Regions from separate parts of the Zea mays genome. Here region 1 is linked to region 2. A link is a contact called in public Hi-C data. All regions are on one chromosome and are shown on one strand. The core of a region is the stretch at or near the end of the contact, and the rest is flanking DNA. Distances in the headings are between cores, read along the strand shown. Region 1 holds the start of LOC103632731 (pentatricopeptide repeat-containing protein At5g56310). Region 2 holds the start of LOC103634102 (transcription initiation factor TFIID subunit 2).

What was found. A called contact is a pair of places that touch in the nucleus more often than the background predicts.
Region 1: a contact with region 2 is called in a Hi-C map of ear, with 4 times the contacts expected there. The contact joins the promoter of LOC103632731 here to the promoter of LOC103634102 in region 2. A contact is called at or near these places in 8 of 25 Hi-C or Micro-C datasets (ear, endosperm, leaf and 1 more) and 1 of 3 datasets of contacts at active chromatin or transcription factors (leaf).

What each region holds. Positions count from the first base shown.
Region 1 is chr7:115,531,256-115,535,688 of Zm-B73-REFERENCE-NAM-5.0, forward strand. LOC103632731 (pentatricopeptide repeat-containing protein At5g56310) reads right to left here and starts at 1,341. Exons shown (of 1, transcript XM_008654475.3): 1 at 1-1,341. The coding sequence starts at 1,208. The coding sequence ends at 354.
Region 2 is chr7:115,293,200-115,297,205 of Zm-B73-REFERENCE-NAM-5.0, forward strand. It overlaps LOC103634102 (transcription initiation factor TFIID subunit 2), which reads right to left and starts at 2,260. Exons shown (of 25, transcript XM_020541015.2): 1 at 1,784-2,260. The coding sequence starts at 1,896.

The DNA of each region.
Region 1 (4,433 bases), core at 91-2,590, 240 kb after region 2:
CATACTTTCAAAGTACCACCGTGCATCATCAATCCTCCCTGCCAGACTGCATGCCCGCAGAACTGCCAGCAGCGTGGCACCATCAGGCCGATCCTGCATTCTCTGGAACAAGTCCAGCGCCTCCTGGGGGTGACCATGCATTGCAAGACCCGAGATCATAGTAGTCCAAGAAACGGAGCTCCGCCTTGGCATCATCCCAAACAAGCGATGTGCATCTTCCACAGCACCACACTTCACATACATATGGATGAGAGCATTGTCCAGCAACACAGTCCTCCGCTGCCACCCTTCCAAGTCCACTCGTGCATGCACCCACCGCCCAAGTTCTAGGTCACCCAGCTCCGCACAGGCTTTTATAGCAGGGCAACCATAGTCACTGCGTCATCCTTAACCCTCGCCTTTCTCATCCTCCAGAACAGCTCCACCGCCTCTGCTGGCCTACCAGCATTCGCGCACCCACCGATCATCGTCGTCCACGACACCACGTCCCTCCTGCTATTGGGCATCTCGCTAAAGAACCGCAGTGCGGCGTCCACCTCACGGCATCGCACGTACGCGGCGAGCATGCAGTTCCACGCGGCCACCGCCCTGGTTGACATTTCGTCGAACGCCTTACGGGCGTCCCCGAGCTGCTGGGCCGACGCGTACACACTAACAAGGCTGGTCATCACGTGCCCACTATCGCCTGTCTGGGCGAGTACTCCGCTCGCAAGCGCGAGCGCGTGGAGGGCGCGGCCATGGGGGAGCGCCCCAACGCCCGCGGGGGCGAATGCGGCGAGGAGGGTTGAGAAGGTGAATGCGTTGGGGCGCAGCCCGTGGCAGCCCACGAGGCGGGATAGAAACGCGAGCAGGGCGCTGGGCGTGGAGCCTGACGTGGCGGCGGTGCGAAGGAGGAGGTTGGCGAGGGTGGGGGACGCTGGGGAAGGGGGCACAGAGAGGATGAAGAGTGACTCTGCGCGGGGGAGGTCGGCGGCAGCGACGGTGAGGGAGAGGAGCTTGGCGAGGAGGAAGCGCTTATGGGTGAAGCCGTTGAGGAGGAGCTGTGCGTGGAGTTGGTCGAGGCCGCGGCGGATGGCAGAGGGGGATGAGGAGCGGCTGAGGTGCTGCGCGACGAGGAAGAGGCGCTGCTGCAGCGCGCGGGAGTATGGGATGTACCGGGGCAGGTTGGGCGGAACAAGAGCCCGGTGGCGAGTGCGATTGCTCGGCATCTTTCGCCGGCTGGCTTCTGGCCCGGCCCCCGGGAATGATACGAGTTTCGTTAGCTGACATTAATGCGTGCAATTGGAAGTTTGGCGTCTTGGCGACCTACGGCTACAATATCGGCATGTTTGGTTTATGTATTTGGAGAGTCAGGCTAACTTGGTCCGTACGCGCAGAGCCTGCATGCGCAGCGCAGCTATTCTGGTGGGTATGGCCGCAGCTTGGTTCAAGACCATCTTTTATATAAGCTAATGCACGCCATGTCAACAAACCATTCAACCAAACAAGAAAAAAAATGAAAAATCCTCTATCCCATGACACATACCGAACAAATGCAGGAAACCAATCACACGGTATGTTTCTTTTGCTAGATTTTGTTATTTTTTAATGGCACATCGTTTCATGATTTGTGATTCCTCAATAATACTGGTAAGGCTCCTTTAAAGTTGATTTCTTGAAAAAAAAATCTACCAAACCAGAGGCTCTTTGACGTGCTCTTCTTAGAAAAGGAGGAGCACCTCTAAAAACCTAACAAGAGGCAGAAGCCATAAAAATGAGTTTTTATTGGCTCCTCTCTCATGTTTTTTCTTTTCAACGACGTTATATCACAGCAAAAGCTAAAGAATGAGCTATATTTCAACCAAACAGGACAGTCTTTCTAAAGCTTTTCCCGATAATAATGTGGGAGCTGTTTTTTTAATAAGCCAGAGCTAGAGGTGAAGTATCGGATGATGAGCTCTACCAAACTGGGCCTAATAACTAGCCCACTAATAAAATATGCTTTACTCTCTATCTTAATTTATAATTCGTTTACATATTTTTACCAAGTTTAACTGGCTTGTGTTGTTTTTTTTAAAAAATATATATAAAAAATCGAAGTTATACATAAAATATATCATGTACTAAACCATATTACAGTAAAAAAATATTATTATAACGAGCATATCAAATTTGTTAAAAGTCAAATGAATTACAAATCGTGTCTAACGAATTGCAACAGGGTAGTATTAGGAATCTTCGGGGTGGTTGGACTGTCATCTTATGGTAGAACAACCCCGTAGTCAAATATGGCAGATTGCCGCTGCCCCAATGCCCCTATGCCGCCGCCCTCCACGTCTGTCCGCCTCCTCTTCTCCCGCCGCCGCCCTAACGCCCCGCACCATCATCTCTGCAGCCGTCACAGTCTCTCCGCCTCCGGCCCCGCCGCTGCCGCTGCCATTGCACCTTCGTCCCGCAACCGCGCCGCGGGCCTCGCCGCCGCCGTTCACGGCACGGTCGCGGCCAAGAACTTCGCGCAAGCCATCCGTTTGACGAAATCCCTCGTCCAGGTCTCCCGTTCCTTCCCCGGCCGGAGCTCTGCTGCCACAGCCGCCGGCGCCGGCGCCGCATTCACTGCTCTCTCCTCCACCTCCACCACCCCTGCCCCCGCCCTCGGCGTGCTCGTCATCGCCCTCTCTCAGATGGGGCTGCTCGACGAGGCTTTGTACGTGTTCCGGCGCTTAAGGACGCTACCGGCGCTTCCGGCGTGCAACGCGGTCCTGGATGGGCTCGTGAAAGCACGCAGGCCTGGGTGCGCCTGGGAGCTGTTCGACGAAATGCTTAGACGGGGGTTGGTGCCCAGTGTGGTCACGTACAATACTCTTATCAATGCATGCCGGTTCCAGGGTACTGTGGCCAAGGCTCAGGAGGTGTGGGATCAGATGGTGGCACAGCAGATTGACCCAAATGTGGTCACATATACGACGATGATATGTGCACTTTGTGAAGAGGGATGCATTGGCGATGCTGAGCGGTTGTTTGACGCTATGAAGGAAGCGGGGATGCAGCCTAATCAGTATACATACAATGTGCTGATGAGCGGTCACTGTCAGAGAGATGATGTCAACAGTGCAGTTGTGTTGTACCAGGAATTGCTGAAGAGTGGCCTGAATCCAAATGCTGTTATCTTTACAACCCTGATTGACGGTTTCTGTAAAGCGAAGAGGTTCAGTGAAGCAAAAGGTATGTTTCTTGAGATGCCCAGGTTTGGGGTTGCTCCTACCGTTCCTGTGTACAACAGTTTGATGGATGGAGCTTTTCGGTCTGGAAATGCACAAGAAGCATTGGCACTTTATCAGGAGATGACTCGCTTAGGTTTGTGCCCAGACGAGTTCACCTGCAGCATTGTTGTGAGAGGCCTTTGTGATGGAGGGCAAATGCATGTAGCGGACAGGTTTCTTCAAGGTGTGCAGGAAGATGGTGTTAATCTGAATGCAGCTGCTTACAATGCACTGATTGATGAGTACTGCAGGATTGGGAATTTGGAGGAAGCGCTAGCAACATGCACTAGAATGACTGAGGTCGGAATTGAGCCCAATGTGGTGTCATACTCCTCCTTGATAGATGGGCATTCAAAACGAGGGAAGATGCAAATAGCAATGGCTATATACACTGAGATGGTGGCTAAAGGGATTGAGCCTAATGTGGTAACATACACTGCTCTTATTCATGGCCATGCCAAGAATGGTGGCATAGATGCTGCTTTTCGTTTACACAAGGAAATGATAGAGAATGGTATTTCACCTAACGCTATCACAGTGTCAGTTCTTGTCGATGGTCTGTGCAGAGAGAATAGGGTTCAGGAAGCGGTCAGGTTTGTGATGGAGTACTCAGGGTTGAAGTGCAGTGACATTCATTCTGTCTTCTCAAACTTTACAATTGAGGAAGAATGTTTAATTCCAAACAGTGTGATATATATGACCTTGATATATGGCCTGTACTTAGATGGTCAACACTGCGAAGCTGGCAAGCTTTTCTCCTACATGAGAAAATCAGGTATGATCCCTGATAGCTTTACCTATACACTACTGATACGAGGGCAGTGCATGCTTGGCTATGTCTTGAATGCCATGATGCTCTATGCTGATATGATGAAGATTGGTGTTAAACCAACAAGGTACAAGATAGAATGCCCTGAGATCTGGTCATGGGCACCACTGAATGACCTCCAAACTGTTGTAAGTTAAGAAATGGATTTTGACTACATACTTCAGATTTCTAGAGCAAAAGCCAGTTCACAGGTTGTGGAACGTTTTAGTCAAACTCAGTCATCAATATGGTAGACCAATCTGTTACATCTGTGCGACCATTGTAAGATCGTTATTTGGAAAGCCCTCTGCTTATTGACCTTGTTCTCAAGGCAAATGAAAATTTGAAGCCATTGGATTTGATTTTTAATTGCCGCCATTTTGTGG
Region 2 (4,006 bases), core at 1,010-3,509:
TCACATAATGTTGTTACTTTGTACATACTACATAGCTTAAATGTAATTTACCAAAAGAACAGGTTGCTTCCAATCCAAATTCTTTCCCCGTTAACGAAAGAGCATATAATCCAAAGAAAAGGTGGAAAGTGCATCCAAATGTTGAATCTAGCAGAATAACTTAATCTACAACTTGCCTGGGAAAATAATTACAGCTATAACAACTTGCACATAGGCCAACACTTGTAGTTATCAAAGGCTACAACCCGCACTTCCGATTTGCAATTTCCCCCAGCTCCTATACTAAATTCCCTGATATTTTCTTAACAAGAACTACATGGAATTATACTCACTTTTCTGACAGATAACAAATACCAAACATGTATATATTTCCAACATTTTCTACATCAGTTTACAGACATTGCAATCCCAGTATTTATAGATTACGCAAATCAAATGAACTAGTTTCAAATGGAGAAATTTAAAGCTGCCTTACGTTAACACAATGAAAACAAAGCACTACTTTAAAAAAATCTAGTGTTTACAAAAAGACCATTCACAGGGATATATAGCATAATACAGTGTCTATCAAATGTAGCACAGCAGCAAATGGTGAAATACTCAGATGCATCCTGGTCAGGTTTCAAAGAATAACTTGAGATTTGATAACAAAAATGTAGCTCATGGTTTAGCACAATGACAACAGAGACAGCTCATGGTTTACACAATGATAAATGGGAACGTATCTGGTGCAAACCAACCCCTCCGTGCAACCGTGCAAACTTTTAATCTGAACCACATGATATTGATCCAAGGGACGCAGGCAGGGGCGGAGCTACGTAGAAATTAGGGGGTGCACATGCACCCACGAAAATTTGGAAATCTAGTGGTTTGGACCAAATTTTCACCATATATGCACCACCTGTAAATTGTTATCATGCACCCTCAAGGCATATGCACCCTCCCCTAATTTACTCTAGCCACTGGACGCAGGGGTGTGAATAATTTTACACTTAACCGCCCGCTGCTAATCACACTTTTTCAAATCCCCCCTCCCACTCCTCCGCACGTCCCCTTGGATCAACATCATGTGATTCATATTAGAAGTTTGCACGGTTGCACGGAGGGGTTGGTTTGCACTAGATACGTTTCCATGATAAATTGGCTCTTTCAGCACAGCATCCCGGTAATTTGCACATTCTATTACAGGAATCTTGTAAGCATAGGGCAGATCAGTTACTAAGGTGGAACCATAATAACACAAAGCATCATAATGTGCATGATTAAATCACCTTAAAGGAACTTCCACAAAAAATTCAGACCTCGCAGGAAACTATTTGTTCCAGTCCACAGGTTAAAACAGTTATTCATGTAATTGACAGAATTTGATATTACGATACAGGCCAAGATGAGTAATCAAGCACAAGTAGACGAGCAAAGCTTCACCAGACATTATTAAGCAATCACATTGTACAGCTCATTATTCAGGTAGTAGCATCAACTTCAGTCAGTATCCAGCAATGATACTGCACTATTAAATCCAATTACTGATTAACAGAAAACAAATTGGTCTATATGTCCTACAAATCAAACAAAGCATTTTAACTTCAACACACAAAGCGCAAACGCTCGCATCTTTAACTCCCTGCTCCACCTCGAGCTCCAAACCCTAATCCTGGCGCCTCAACCCATCCCCGCTAAGGAGCACTGAACAACTGCTAAACCCGCACAAAAGGTCATGGCGCGGGCACCAGGGAGAGGATAGCAACTATTTCAGCACATTTAAAGCTGCGGCGCGGCTCACCCGTAGATCAGCTGGTTCTCCATGTCGATGGAGAGGCAGAGTTTCTGGTGGAGAACGGTGGCGCCTCCGCCCGTACCGCTACCGTCACCCTTCTGCTTCCTCGCCTTCGCCATTCCTGGAGCTCCTCCACGCTCCTCTTCCTCCTGCGCTAGGGTTTGGAAGCTTCTACAAGGGGTTCGTTGGAGACCCGCGCGGTTGAGTGAGCTGTGGCGGTGTCGCGATACGCCACGTCATCCCGAGGCTGGGCTCTGCGACGCGAGAAGAGGAGCCGGGGCCAGTTTATAGGCCCAGGTGGGCGAGCGCTCGCCGGCGCTCGAACCCGTCGCGGCTGAGATCTTTCGCCGCCCCCGTGAAGAGGGTCAGCGTGGACCCGGTGCAAGGGTCGCGATGGGGAACGGCAGCCTCGGCGCGCGTGAATACCTGACTGCTGCGGCTGTGTCTTTGCGGTCTATGGGACTGGGTTTATGAGATTGCCGTAGGCGGCTATATAGAAACTTCCCTTGTCCTTTAATACCGTGCAATTGTTTGGAAAACTGGGCAAGCAAAAGATAATAACGGGCTTCGAAGTTTCACCCATAAGTTAAGTTTGACTCTACTTTTTCTCCACTATGTATTCTCACCGCTCCTCTTTTTCTTCGGACTCTTTCATCTCACCGCCTCTCCACCGCTCCTCTTTTTCTTCGGACTCTTTCATCTCACCGCCTCTCCACCATATGCCATCATCTTCTTGTCCTCGTTGATCTACATCCTACTATCGCTCCTCTATTTTACCCTGTCGTCTCCCTCTACCTCTATTTTTCCTTCACCTCTGCGGCACTTAGGTAGTGTTTGGATGGATAAGGAAGAATGAAGAGGGACGGGTGAGATTATTCTAACTTGACCTATGTTTAGTTTGGAGACCTAGAGTCAGGGTCAAGGAATATTCTTTAAAAATAGTGGATGAGGTCATCCTTCAAAAAATAAGGAACGGATCAACCCAAGGTTGGTCTCGTCCCATCCCTCGTTGACACCGAACCAAACACACCTTTAGACAACTCATCACGCCTGATCAGGGAGGCCGCTCCTACGGGTGAGGGGATGCAGCGCTTCGCGATCTTGAGTTTTTCTCCTATATAATCGGGATATCAGACAAAGGTGTTTGTCATTGTCTCACTTCACGAAATCAACTTTGTTTTTGTAAACTTAAAAAAACAGCTCAACTTTAAAGTTACAGATTTTTAAAAGTGATTAGCGCGTGGCTCGGACGTGCAGACGAGTGCATGTCCATGACGTGTAGGGCGCATGGCTCGTCCTCAAGTGGGGCGCTGGTGCGGCCTCTAACTGACGATATGGTCAGACTGGGTGCAGCCATGGTGCACATAGAGGTCGGTGCAGCCAGACGAGCCATGGCGGTGCGGGCATGCAGCTCGGGCGTGTGGACATGTCATGCATAAGGCGTGTGGCTCGACCTCGTGTGGGGCGTATGGGCGTCGGCGTGGTCATCGACCAATGAGATGGCCATGGCGTACAGGAAGGGCGACAAGATGCTCATGCACCGGTTGGCTAGATGAGGGAATAGAAAAAACTATTCATTTTTTGGGGTGTGTAACTGATGGTGAATGTGGGTAATTTTATCTCAACTTCATGAGCGAGTTGAGATTACCCATTTGCGAGAGACGTTTTTTGTGAAGTTGGGGTAACTTCGCATTTTTCAGTGAAGTTGAGTTGTTGAAGGTGGAAGCGTTTGGCTAAAGGTTTGTGAAGCTAAGTTGATTTTTGTGAAGTGAAGCAATCCCAAATAACCCCTAAACATATTATCTCTTGATGTCAAAGCTAGTTGTGGTGATGGAAAGTTAGCTTTGATTCAAAGTGAATAGAAGTTGTCCCGAATAGACCAATGCTCCTAAACCAAACTATTGGAGCTGACGTCATGGAAGAGATAAATAAAACACTTATAAAATATTTGATGAAATTATAGGAGAAAGCACTTATAAAAGATTTGATGGAATTATAGGAGAACTTATAAATATTTGATGGAATTATAGGAGAAACATTTACAAAATATTTGATGGAATTATATAACAATGTGATAGACAAACAATATAACATGGATGGCTTTTATTCAGGATGCAAGCGAACAGCTAATGCACCGCTGCATTGTTCGCTGATCATTTTTGTGAACTCTGTAAGATTCGATGGGCACAAGCTCATGTGTTGCTTCCATTCAGCGGGCTTTGCACACAA